Linked DNA regions of Zea mays: region 2 is linked to region 1. Evidence: chromatin contacts called from public Hi-C data. All regions are on one chromosome and are shown on one strand. Each heading gives the region's core, a stretch centred on a gene start, on an enhancer-like site or on the middle of the called end of the contact. The rest is flanking DNA. Distances are from core to core; before and after follow the strand shown.

Evidence for each region. Hi-C and Micro-C count contacts between places; a contact is called where the count stands out from the background.
Region 2: a Hi-C map of leaf shows a contact between it and region 1, with 7 times the contacts expected there. The contact joins the promoter of LOC103638720 here to the promoter of LOC100274790 in region 1. A contact is called at or near these places in 9 of 25 Hi-C or Micro-C datasets (bundle sheath, ear, endosperm and 3 more).

What each region holds. Positions count from the first base shown.
Region 1 is chr9:98,472,009-98,479,175 of Zm-B73-REFERENCE-NAM-5.0, reverse strand. It overlaps LOC100274790, which reads left to right and starts at 2,502. Exons shown (of 1, transcript NM_001149071.2): 1 at 2,502-3,145. The coding sequence starts at 2,648. The coding sequence ends at 2,974.
Region 2 is chr9:98,683,244-98,690,180 of Zm-B73-REFERENCE-NAM-5.0, reverse strand. It overlaps LOC103638720 (transcription initiation factor TFIID subunit 1), which reads right to left and starts at 4,545. Exons shown (of 21, transcript XM_008661557.2): 1 at 3,465-4,545; 2 at 2,619-2,731; 3 at 1,945-2,007; 4 at 1,820-1,862; 5 at 1,413-1,664. The coding sequence starts at 3,516. LOC103638719 (calcium-transporting ATPase 5, plasma membrane-type) reads left to right here and starts at 5,804. Exons shown (of 3, transcript XM_020544092.2): 1 at 5,804-5,930; 2 at 6,037-6,082; 3 at 6,160-6,336. The coding sequence starts at 5,851. The coding sequence ends at 6,321.

The sequences.
Region 1 (7,167 bases), core at 1,253-3,752:
GGCATGGCAAAACTTCAAATGTAGCGTTCTACCAGCGGCTGCGCTATCCTCTCGGCGTGGCTCCTCTCCGTTGGCGGCATGCAAGGCAGCAGGTGCGGCAGTTCGTCTGTACTGGTAGTTGGGTGGGAAAGGGTAGAGAATGAAAAAAGAAATAATATAATATATGGTAGTTGATATAGAGTTGAGATATGGAGTAAATATGACTGTGGAGAATTGTGGTATAGAGTAAAGAATTTTGCTGACAAGGATAGAATATTCTTTTTAGGGTAGAAATTTAGAGTTGAATGAGTGCGGATAGCCTTACTCTGCCTCTGTCCAATGGGCGACTGGCGAGCGCCGCAGATTAGCCGCACGGCGATGATGGAGCTGGAGTTGAGCTGACGTGGTGCACGCCTTTGACCGTCAGTACTCATGCAACTCAACAAGTATCTCTTTCCAGTTGAGCATGAGGTGCATGCTCTTTCGAGTGCAGGGCAACCTTATCCGCCGCCGAGGCGCCGACATCACCAAGTTCTTGCTATCTTGTGTGAATTATTATTTTATATTATAGATTATATTATTTATAAATTAAAGTTTGAAATAAAAAAGCAAAATAGGGATTTAAATAAGAAGACTGATGAAAATAGCCTAAGTCACATGTGCTGTCATAGTTATCAATACACGGTTCATTTCGATCGTTTTTGTACGTTTTGTTTTCTACCCACATGGGAAATCTACTTTTTCACGTGACGGCAGATAAAAAGCACGCCTCCGTTTTTAGTCCCTTTTCTGTTCGGACGTGGAAAATCCACATTTTTGTGTGACCAAGGATCAAAAAATTGTCTCCTTTTCTTAAAAGTTGTTTATCTATTTAAAATGTATTAATTCTTTATGACCATCTTTTTTTAATTTTGTTTGCACGGATACATTCCATTATGATAAAAATCAAAACAAACATACTCATGTTGCATATGTGTTGGCACCGATCTAGACACCATTCACTGCGATGAGTATCGGCGACGTCCTCTCTAGTCTCTGCGGAAGCGCGGACGGTCCGTGACGTAGCGCAGAGGCTAGGGTTTTTGTCGACGAGCCGGACGGTTCGTATCTAATGGTCGGGTGGTCCACGCCTGGATCTCGCTCCCGAGAGAGACCCCATCGGGAAGGAGAGAATCTAGGGTTTGTCTTGGGTCAGCAGGCCAAAAGGTAAAGAACAAAAAATAAATTTATTATTGATTCGATTGTTACTATTTTAATCGGTTGTACCCATTCAAATATATAGGGGTAAGGTCTAGACCCGTTCCTAGTCGTCCTCCAACAGCTCCCGCGAGATTAGAGGGATAAAACACGAGGATATAGGAGTTTAATCGCCTGATCTATTCCTACCGCGGATCGCCCGTGCCTATGGTCGGACTGTCTGCAAGACGGATCGTCCAGGCCTCAATGACGGACCGTCCGGTAATGCCCAGTGACACTAATAGTGCTCAACAATATGTTTTGAAATAGTTTAATATGTGATTATAAAAGCTTGTACCTAATAGCACACTTGTTGAAATATGGTAGTGCAATTTTTCAAAATCAAGAGTACAAAGTTTCGAATTACAAAGTTGTATTCTAGATGTACGAGTTTTAGATCTCCAGGTGGGATATTTGAAATGGGCTTGTATAAAGTTCCTAAACTTAGGTGTAGAGTTTTAAAATACTAAAGTTTTAAACATAACAATGCAAAATTATAATGCGATAGCTCAAGGCAAACAAATTTACAGTGCAAAGTTTTAGATCTGGAAGTATAATGTTGGATATAACAATTAGAAAAGTTTCAAACTTGTGATTTCAAAGTTTTCAATGTGCAAAGAGAGAGTTTTTTTTACCTGCAAGGTGTTTTAGGATTTAAGATTTTTTAAATATTTAGACATAGATTATCTAAAAAATTGTGGATTCGTCCGTTCAGGTGCTTTAACGTTCGATGGCTAATGAATGAAAGTTTGATCGAAGAAATGCTTTGGTAGAGACTAGAGAGGGCGCGTGCGGATCCTATGATCCTATCGGCAGCAACGCCGAGCCCGAGATCGTCCTGCCACTTCCGCCGCGGGGACCTGCACTGTACCACCCTACCCCGAAACGTGGGCCCCACGCCGCCAGACAGGCCCTCCAAGGCCTCCGCCGCGGAAATCCCCGGACAGCCCCCGTCTCACCCCACGCGTAACGGCTCCTTCCGCTGTCCCTCGCGCGTGGACCCACCTCTCAGTCCCTTGCAACTCACGCCGTCGCCCGCCCGCCCGCCCGCCAGCCCGCCTTACCCCACGCGTAACGGCTCCTTCCGCTGTCCCTCGCGCGTGGACCCACCTCTCAGTCGCTTGCAACTCACGCCGTCGCCCGCCCGCCAGCCCGCCTTACCCCACACCCCACGCGGCCCCGGCCGCCTGTCCTTATCCGTCCTTTTCCCGCCCGACTCAGGCGCAGCGCAGCGCGGCGCGGGCCGCCTCCTTATTAAAGCGAACTGCTACCTCCCCCTTGCCTCCAACGCAAAACCACTTTTCCTTCACGCATCGCAACGCATCTACACTTCCCAAAACGCAGCAGCACTTCTTTCCTCCACTTCCCAAATCGCAGAAGGACCAGGGAACAGAAGAGACCCTTCGTTTTCAGTCCGGAACTGGCGAGATCAATGGACGCCGCCGGGGAGGCCTCGTCGCCGTCGTCCCCGTCGAAGCTGCGGGACAAGCTGCGGACCACGGTGTGCTGTTGCTTCGGCGCGGGCGGCGGCCCGGAGAGGACGAGGTGGCGGCGGCGGGGCGCGGCCGCGGCCGCGGGCGAGTTCCGCTACGACGCGCTCAGCTACGCGCTCAACTTCGACGAGGGCGACGACGACGACGCGTACGCGGACCCCGCCGCGGTCTTCCGGTACAGGAACTTCAACGCGCGCCTCCCGTCCTCGCCGGCCGCCGCTGCCGCGGTTGGGACCCAGCGGCAACACACCACGGCCATCGCCTAGAACGTAGAACGTGATGGCTCTCCTGTAATTTTTTTGGCCGACTTCTGTAATTTTTTTGGGCCCCCTCCTTTAACTGTACGATCTACTAAACGAGCGACAGAGTTCTTAAGCTCCTCTGTGCAGCGACGTACTCTAGCGCGTTTTATGTATATAGTATTATTACTCTTGTCATAGTACCAGCATTCAGAGTGTTCCATCAGATTGGAAGTGGCGGTGATGAACCCTAGAAATCGGGGATTCGATTCCAGAAAGAAATATCTCCTCGCCGAGAATCTCCTCTGTTTATCCGTTAGATGTCTTTTGTCTGAGATAAAGCAAAAAAATCTCCTTCGGAATGGAAAAAAAGATCTGCTGCTACATATGGACGCGCGTGTGATCGACGAAGCTAGCGGATTTTGCGGCTGGTGACGAAGCCGTGATGAAGTTGTAGGGGAAAGAAAGCAATGCGAATGATCCGCTGTCGCGTTGCTGACTCATGAGTCCACTTGGTTGTTGGGACTTGGGAGTACTAGTTGACGTAGCACCCGTGTCTCGTCCCCTCCAAAAAAAAAGCTTAATTAATTCTTTGTAAGATGATATTAATATTTGTATCTTTAAATAATTTACTATAAAAATGTATAATATAATTTCTCTAATAATATTTATTTAAGATCATAAATACTAATATAATTTTATATGTTACTCTGATATGGATAAGGATGGCAAGGAGAAAATTCCCGTCGGGAATAACTCCCATCCACGTCGTCGCTAAAAAAAATCTCCACTATAATCCTTACGAAGGTTTGCATGGAACAGTTTTTTCCATTCATGTTTCCCGCTGGAATAAATCCTGATAAGGCCTTGTTCGGTTACATGGGATATAATCCCATCATGGATTTAATCCGGGTATGGATTGGGTGAATCCATATCTCACACCCAATCCCATGGTGGGATTAAATCCATCAACAAATCCATGTGACTTTCAAAGCTAGTTATTCTTTTGATCCATGGATTCTAATGTAAACTTGTGCAATATCTCATGGATTTGTTCCATACCTAATGGGCTATGGATAGAATCCATGTCTTCCATAGTTTAAAAAATTCCCAAACCTTTGGGTTATATTCCATGATGGGTTTAACCGAATAAAAAAAATTAAGTAGTCATGGATTATTTTGGGGCATGGATTGAGGCATGGATTTAATTCCAATCCATGCTAATCCAGAGCGGGATTGGTGTAAACGAACAAAGCCTAAGCTAATTATTTATACTCATCATTTAAATTATAATTAAAACGTATATCTTTATTATTAATGCAAAACATTATTATTTATACTCATCGTCAGATGTCAAAAAACATTATGGGTATATCAAAACGAACATATTGTCAAATCTTTTGACAAGTTAAATTATTTATCTTTATCATTAACTATTACATGAAAACATCATCACGTACAAGTTTAATGGGTCTCTACAGGGAATGATGATGGAGAATGTTTTCTCGTCCTTGTTTATCCACTGGGGGGAGATTTTTTCCGCGTATACATCCTTGTGGGAGAAGAAACTTTGAATTTCCTGCTGTGAATTGAGGATGGGGCCCATTGCCATATCTAAGTATGGATCCTCGTTAACCCTTATGTACTTTGACCTTAATGTTAACCCTTATCTACTTTAGGCTAAACCAACTCAGTGTTACATCAACTTTTCTTTTGTACAGTTTTAGTTGCGGTGAAACATGTCATTTTTATTAAAATATAATTAAGCAAATCAAAATTATAGAATTCATGAAACATAAATAAAAAAAATTGCATAATTCATGAAGCCAACAATTTGCATAATTTTATAGAAAATCTAACGGTCATGGCACAAATGATCATGGACCCAACTAGTGTGGATTGCAACCTTACTCGTATGCTCCTTCACACTCATCCTTATTGATCATATCATGTAGAATGATGCACGCACGTATGATCACATTAAGTACTTAGTGGGAAAAAAGGATGACATGGGCTAGCGAGGATATAGAAGCGAGCCTTAAGGACCCTAGATACTCTCTTTATGCTCTTTTGTGCGTCCTCTTGACATGTAACAATAATTCACTACTTTGAAGTATGTGGGATGAGAATGGTCTTCACAAACATCAACAACCGAGGGTAGATGCCATTAGTGTGGTAGTATCCTTGATTGTACTCATATCCATTCACCGTGAGGTTCACATATGGTGTTTCTTCCTTGAGTATGTTAGTGAACAATGGTTGTTTGTTGAGCAAGTCAACGTTGTTGTTTGACACCGCTACCCAAAAAACATGCAAATCCACAAGTTATATGAGGCAAACATCTTGAGCATGATGGTCGAGGGTCCAATACAACACCTAATAAACTGTTCTTTTCATCCAACGCGACAATTTCTCCACTTTCAATGCATTCAATCTATACCCTCTATCATACCAGAAAATCTCCTTTCCTCCCCAATAACTAAAAGATGCCTAATATCGCTAATAGTGTGACAACAACTATATTTCTCACCAAAACATAAAATGACACCCCTACATAAATGTTCAAGGCACTCTAAGACCGAGCTTTTTCCATTTTGATATAATCATCAGTGGAGTCAGCAACACTATCGTAGATGAAAATGTGGAGGGTAGCGATGCATTTTGTTGGGGGAGAAATCGGTGTAATAGAGTGCATGACTCTAAGAGTGGAATGAGGGGCCAGTCTCTCCAAGATTTAAAAAAAAAACTCCTCTGCATATGGTATCTTTGATGAGAGTAAAGCGGCGGGGTAGATGCTCGGGTCATTAAAGTAATCTTACATTAGTCAGTTATGCGTGGTTTCACAATTCTAGTCGACGTAGCTCCGCTGTTGCGCCCTTCACCACCCACTTATAGAAGACCTAGAGGTAAGCTTCACCGCCGCATCCATTATTGTTTGATATAACATATCGAACACCTCGTCTTTAGTCATATCAACAACAGAGCTCGAGGAATACAAGACGATATTGTTTTAGTGGAGTAAAAGGAGAGGGAGAGAATTAAAAAGGAAGCGATACGAGTAAAATAAAGAGCTAGAGATGTGAATGAACACAAATGTTCCTCTCTATTATAGGTCAAATTCCTTTTTTATTTGTTTATTTTTTGGACATCAAATGGTTGAAATTCAATAAATACAATATCTAGCTGATGTGACATTTGTGGACCAATTAGAAAACATCATGTCAGAAAGTTGCGTAGAGGGGGTGAATAGGGAAACATAAAGTTCTAATTAAAATAACAAGCTTTGATCCGAATAAACTCATTTGAGTGTTTAGTGCAAGAATAATATTGGCAATATGATATCCGGACAAATACTTGCTAAATTGCTAGTTGAAAGTCGCCTAGAGGGGGGTGGATAGGCGAAACCTGAAAATTATAATTCTAAATCCAAACTAGATCCCTTGATTAGTGGTTAGAACAAGATTCACAATTATCGGAGTATAAAACTAAATCCCTTGCTTGCAACGAGCATTGTTTTCAAGAGAGTGCGGAATTTAATCAATAGCAATACTACTAGAAAAGTTAGTGGAGAATAATGCAAGAGGGCTTAGATAAGAAGAGGAGTAACATAAGTTCTTTCTTGCAAGGAGTTGCTTCTCTAAATGTGAATTTAACTTGAAGCAACACAAACAGATATTGGCAAGGAGTAGTGCAAGAGAACTTAGAAAGGGAGAGAACAAACAAATCACAAGCAATAAACACAAGAGACACGTGTGATTTGTTTTACCGAGGTTCGGCCCTTGAAGGCCTAGTCCCCGTTGAGGAGTCCACTAAGGACGGGTCTCTTTCAACCCTTTCCCTCTCTCCACCGATCACCAAGACCGGCGAGCTCTTCTTCTTCTTCTTCTCAAGGATCACTTAAGACCCCGCAAGGATCACCACACTCTTAGGTGTCTCTTGCTAGCTTTACAAGCCTCTAAAACTTTGGAGGAAGTTCAATGGGAGTCAAAACTCCACACGTGAATGATCACAAGATGTAGCACTCACTTTCTCTTAATGAATCTCACAAGGCACTATTGCTAAACTCACACGAGAAGCTTTCTTTTGCTTGCTGATAGTCGCCTAGAGGGGGGTGAATAGGCAAATCTGAAATTTATAAACTTTAAGCACAACTACAAGCTGGGGTTAGCGTTAGAAATATAATCGAGTCTGAAAGAGAGGGTGAAAACAAATCACAAGAG
Region 2 (6,937 bases), core at 3,296-5,795, 210 kb before region 1:
CTGATCTCGCAAAGATGCAAGCCACGCTCCAGAAGGTTGAGCAAGGGCTGTTGCAAATCACCGCAGTAGTGCAACATGAGCAGCACCAGCTGGTGTTGTCCGCATGGCTCCAGACGTCAGCGGCTGTGGGCATACAGGCTGCTGCTTGTGGCTTCCTTACACGACGGAGAGTGCGGGAGATGCGCCGGCAGATGCTCGAGGCAGCCTTGGTGACGGTTGACCTCGGCACACAGGGGTGCGACCTCGCCCTGTCGGACGGCCATCAGCAGCGGCACCGGGCCGCTATCTCCAAGTGTGAGCATGGTACGTGTCCCACGGGCGACGAACTTCAACTCTACGACAGCGGCGGTAGGGAAGGCACTCCCCTCGTCATCGACAAGGGCGCACTATTTAGCGCCACCACATTCCGCTACCGGCCGCCACGAGGGCGCCTCCGCTGGTTATTGTTGCGACCTACTCCAGGAGCCCGTCCATGTGCTTCCCTTTCGTCCAGATGGCGTCCATGTGATCCAGGAGGCTACACACGTGCAAGTCCAATGCGCGGAGGGTGTCCGCCTTATCTTATGGGGTCAAAAAAATTCAGATTCGGAATAATAAGATAAGTCGAGATGTAAAAGGTTTGTCTTCTAGGTGTCTAGTTTTGGGTCAAGTAGACTCGATCTTTGAGCACCCGTCATGCTACAGCTCGAGGACGAGTTGCTTATCCAGGAGGGGTGTAGTTTCAGGGCCTAAGGAGGCCCACGGAGGGGCTGCAGCAGCAGCAACCATGGGCCCTCCAAGGGGGATTAGATAAGGATAGTTAGAGATAAGATTAGAAGATTAGTTGAGATTATCTAGGAAGGTTATCAGTTAGTAGTTTGTTGAGAGTTTTTAGGAGAGTTTTAAGGAGATAAGGATCTCTAGCTAGATAGGGGCGGCCAGCTGGCCTATTTATGTAATCAATGGATGAGAAATAAATTAAGCAAGAATTAGAAGGGAGAAACCCTCCTCTTGCTAGGCCGTGGGCAGAGGCCCCCGGCCGACGTTCCTACCCATCGATACCCTCTCCAATCCCTCACTGATCTAGCGATCATAACAGAAGTTTACGCCAAACTAGAGTCTATGATCACAATAGAAAAAGGTGAAAAAAAGATGGTCAAGTCTTCAGTTCATTTTATTAGAGTTAGACTGGAACAGACTTCATCGCTACCATCAACGCTTGCCCAAGCCAGCAGAAGGGAGGTTGGACATGCAAATATAAAGACAAATACAGTTGCAGACCAAAACGGAGGTGCCAAGCTACAAATGTTTAATCACTAGATAGAAGGAACAAATAAAAGGGGCAGCATGGAAACGATAAAGTAGTAAGAAAAATAGGATGAATGCTAACATAAATGGAACTTGAAAACATTAGGCACATTATCCAGTATCACCTGAAGATAAATTTTGGGCAGCACTATCACCAGGAGGCTCATTATCATTGGGTGGTTCTTCTTCCTCATCGTAGTTTTCATCGTCAAACACTGAAACTGTACTGTTGACTGATGCATACACTGTAGATGAAGAGAAGTAATCCTTTTTTGACAACACATTGTCTTCCTCTGTAGTTGCCTCAACTTCAGGTCCATCATATTCTTCATCAATATCTTCATAATCAACAGCATCTTCTGCCTTCTCATCATAGTCTACATAACAACAAAAAGATGTGTTATCAATTATGTGCATAGTTTGACACGAAAAAGAAGAATAAGGTCTTCCTAAGCAATGGCAAAGTTGGCTTGATGAATAACTCTCAAAACTGTAGGTGCAGCTTATATGGAAACAGTAATATGTCACTAACCTTGTTCGGAAGGATCAGTTGGTGCTGGAGAAGACTTCATTAGCTAATTAGCAAACAACATAGTATTAACTTGTTTGGTAATGAAATAGATAAGTAAGATTAACTATACGCATAAGATAACTTACGTCAATGTCTTTGAGAGATGGACCAAGCTTATCTGCCAGTGCAAAAAGGTGTTCCTTTGCATCCTGAGTTAAGCAAAATAAAAGTATAAATAAATGCAACATCCAAATTGCATTATAAACATAACTAAACAATAAACAATGACTTTGTTTCCTGCAGACAATGGAAAAACAATAAAACCAAAGTACCCTAAGGTTTAGCAACTAACCTTTATTCTGGCTAAAATTTAGTGAGTTCTACTAACTATTATTCAAAAAACATCCAAATTACGAGAAAATTACAATGCATGGACTGAGAAATTTGGTTTCGTCGCATTGAATTTCCCTATCTCATCATTTCCAGAACTCAAATTAAATTAATTTAATCAGAGGAATATGGTTCTTATAGTGATGATGGTTCCTATAAAGCAACCGAGCACCCTAAAACACAAGTCTAAGGATCAAAATGTTAAGAAAAAGAGAACCAACAAAGAAGTTAAATCTGTATAAAATCATGACCAATTGAGAATGCACTAAGATCAAAAACAGATACAGATATCAGACATCCACACAATTGAAAAGGTGAAACGAATAAAATGAATGTCATCTCCTAGAGACAGACACATGAAATAAAATAATAAAAACAACAAAAAACAGGACATTTGCATGTCAACAAAAACAGATAAAGAAGTGTCTACCTCATCAAGATAGTCAGCATCTAAATCACCAGAATCATCTACATTGCCGAACATAAACCCCAATAAGTGATTTCCTCCACCAGGCTCCTCATAATCCTCGTCGTCATCGTCATCTGTAAGGATGACAACAGTAATAACTAATAAGTAAGATGGGGTTATTCAAACAAACTCATTGCTAGTTTCAATCAATCAATTGCACTTAGCTTCAAATGAGTCCAGTTTTGGAGTGACCTCAGGAAATTGTTAAGATAACTAAGAATCTGAGGGTTAATGATGACATAATGCATTCCCAAACAGAGGGTTACATGTTTTCAGTATTATTAAAATGCAGCATCGGAGAATCGCAATGCTAGTTTCAACCAACATTTCATCAAATTAATTTCAACACGTCACATAAAATACAGAAGACCATCATGGAACCATTAACCCTGCAGAGGATCATCTTCATACTCAAAACCATTTTGCAGTTTTATGGTTCTCAAAGCCTGACTCTAAAGGTTGCAACTTCACAATTACAAGCCCATAGCAGATCAGCATGCTAACCACCTCATCTTACATGGGTGCTACCTGTAGCTCCAGCAACTAAAATTTTCCACACATAAAAAAAGAACATTTAATCCTATATAGCACCAAACAGCATGCCATCGGCTTATCAAATCCCATTTGTAAACAGGCACCACAGATCCGTGCACAAAGCCCAGCAAATACACTAGCTAACATAGCACACCCAACACATCAGAGCCCAGCTATTTGACAACCCTAATCGGCCCGACATCGGCACTTGCACCAACACCAAACCAAAAGCATAACTGGTTGTGATGAAGTCCTGGGCATCGTCAAGCTCACCTACGGCACTATTGGTTGGGTTCTCCTCTTCATGGAGCTCGCTGTCGTCCATGGCTGCAGATGTCGCTGTCCCCTACCGCCTCCACAGGCCGCGACGACACCAGTAGCTACAAACCCTAGGCCGTCGCACCCTCAGGCTCCTAATTGGCGTCTTCCCTCGCAAAATCTAGAAACGCAGGGCCAGATTGGATGGAGTGAATAAAAATCTCAAGGTGTAGCGTAAATGGCGAGGCCAAGCCAGAGGCGGGGGAGACCGGGCGACTTCTGCCAGGTCTCCGCAGGATTTTTTGTCACGTAGGCAGTAGCGGAGGACGATTTTTTTTGGTATGGCTCCTTCTGCGACCTCAGTCTCGCCGGCAACGCCTCCTCCGACCTGAGCGCCGCGCCGTTCAAGATCAGCACCAGGAACCGGAAGCTGTTCCTCCTCAGCCCAGTGGGGCACGACCACTGCGGGGGCAGAGACCAGAAGCCGGGGGCGACTGGAGACCGGAGGCCGGGGGCCGGATGCGGAGATGGCCAGGTGGGCTGAGGGCAGAGGCCGCCCACGGCGGGCGGAGGCCGGAAGCCGGTGGGCGGTGGGCGGGCGGGTGGAGGCTGGAGCCGGACCGCGGTCCGCGGGTCGCGACGGAGGAGGACGGCGGGCGGGTGGAGGCTGGAGCCGGACCGCGGTCCGTGGGTCGACGGCAGAGGTCTGTGACCGCGGCGGCGGGTGACGGGGCGGAGGCTGCCTGGGTTGAAGTCGTGGAGAAAGGGCGAGGCGCTTGGGCCAGATGGATAATGGGCCCTCCGCCCCTGCACGTAGAGAACTGCGTCAACGGACTGATTGATCTTCAAGCGCAAGATCAGCGGGGTAGCGCGGAGCCCTGCTTCGTTTCTGGCGACGACGAGAAGCGGCGCGGCGGTGGCGGTGGCGGTGGCGGTGGCGGACGAGCGGAGAGGAGGGTCGTGGGGGCTAGATGGAGAGCAAAGCGGAGGGCAGGGAGGGGCTGGGGCGCCGACTGCGGCGCCGGCGCGTGCCGGGCGCCGAGAGGCGGGCCAGGCCGGGCCGAAAAGAATTTGCGGCCCATAACGGAGAACGAGCACGAGCAATCGGGTCGACTATCCCAGTAAAATAAGGCGCGGTAGCCCATAAACGTATAAAAGAAATCTCTACAACTATTAAGAGCCTAATGTAGACTGCCCCCGCCTCCCCCACGCCCGCCCTCCGCAATCCCCAACCGCCCTCCGCAATCCCCTACCGCCCGCCGTGATCCCCGCCGCCGCGGCAGCCGCCCTCCGCAACCTCTGCCTAGATAAGGATAGGGGCCCCCCGCCTCCCCCACGCCCGCCCGCCGCAATCCCCAACCGCCCTCCGCAATCCCCTACCGCCCGCCGTGATCCCCGCCGCCGCGGCAGCCGCCCTCCGCAACCTCTACCTAGATAAGGATAGGGGGCGCCCTCCTCCCTCGATCATCCGCACTTGTGTAGCCATCGCGCCATCTACACCGGCCACCGCCACACGGAGGTTCGCCTCTGGCCTTGCGGCTTACGACCTCGAGGTGACCGAGCCCGCGGGCTCCATGACGACAACGGTGACGCCGGAGGCAAAGATGGCGGCGCAGCAGCAGGCCCCCGCGTCGCGCTCCTCCTCCCGACCTCGCCGTCGAGTCCCTATTCCCGCCGGACCTCGATATCTTCGCAGGCCGCTGGACCCCGCCGGGGCGGGTGACCGATGCAGTGCGCTCTCGATCCGTGCAGAGCGCAGGTGGTTGGAGAGGTCCCCTCGCCGCTGCGAGCGCCTCCAGGAGCAAGGCGCCGACGGAGGAGGCCGCGTCCGGAGCTGGGCCCATGTACGTGAAGGTGAGCTTGTAGGTAGCGCTTACTGCATAGAATTGGATTGGATTGTATTTTGCTCTCCTATACTAGCAGACGCAGCCAGAGCTAGCATGAACAGGGACCGGGACAGTTGGACAGGGTCAGAGGAGAGGAGAGGAGATGAGCCGATCCTTTGCTACCTTTTCTCCCTTTTCCATGAATCTCCATCTTCCTCCTACCTGGTCTAGGTTGTTTGGTTCGTTTCAGAGGAGGGCTGGGACCCGGACCGCTTACTTCCCCTCCTCCTCTGATGATGATCCATTAATGCCACAGCTCATGTGTGGTGTGGCTGTGACTTGTGATGAGTGAGCGTGCCCCTTCTTCCTCCTCCAGCCTCCAGCTCCAGGTGCGGTGTGAGGTCCCGCTCCTGCTCCTGTCCTACCAGCGTACTACTCCAGTAGTACAGTGGAGTAGCCGAGTGCATTTAATAGCTGGACACAACATTTTACCTGAGACACATGTATTTCCAGGCTGTTTCTCATCAGTATCATATACTTCTTTCACTTTTCAGCTTCTGTGGGTGAACCTCATAATGGACACACTTGGAGCTCTTGCATTAGCAACCGAGCCTCCAACAGACAACCTTATGAAGAGAAATCCTGTTGGTCGAAGGCATGTCAAATGATCCAAAATTTCTTGTTGACAACATTGTGTCCAATACCTATATACTATGCTTTTTGAATTTGGAAACATTTTTACCCATACTTTTCTACTGCAGGGAACCTCTTGTTACAAATATCATGTGGAGAAACTTGTTTGTTCAGGTTAGTATTCCTTCATTATACAATTGGATTCTGTTAAAAACTCTTTGTTGTTCTGATATGTTTGGAATTTTACACAGGCCCTTTACCAAGTAGCAATTCTTCTGATTTTCGATTTTGATGGAGTAAGGATTCTGCGTCTGCAGAATGAAAGCCGATCTGATGCTGAGAAGGTAACAAATACTTTCATCTTCAACACATTTGTATTTTGCCAGTGGAGTATTTGTTCTTCAATAATTTAAGAATCATAACAGAACATTAGTGGACGAATCTTGCTTCACCTTTTAGACAAATACATACTGACATTGGATTGTTCCCAAAAGAAAAGAATCAATATTAAGTTGACTATAAATTGATAGTAGTTTTCCCCCAAAAGGGACTAATGTGTACCCTAGCATTGATACTACATGGATATTTTTCTTCACGTAAGGACTCGTTATAAGCTATTCATTGCTTTACCATAGTCGAATTTCAGGTATGGCATAAGTTATGTGGAAGCTGGTTATATGCGCTTCACTTGGTCTGTTTTTGGTCAATTTTCAGTGACTCACTATTTTTCTTTGCATTTTGGTTTGTTCCAGTAATTTAATGTGGCCAGCTTTAACCTCCTAGAATCTAGGCCCTTGACTGACCATATATTAACCTGTTGTCTTGCTTGTACGAAGTTGAACCATACCAGAGTGAATTTGCTATGAAAATATAGATTATTTTGATGATTTATGGCCCGTGTTAACTCCATGTAGATCTGGAACGAAGGTTTGAGTTAACTTGGGTGTGTTTTTTATGCCAGATCTTCAATGAGTTCAATGCACGAAAACCCGAGGAAAAGAATGTCTTCAAAGGGGTCACGAAGAATCA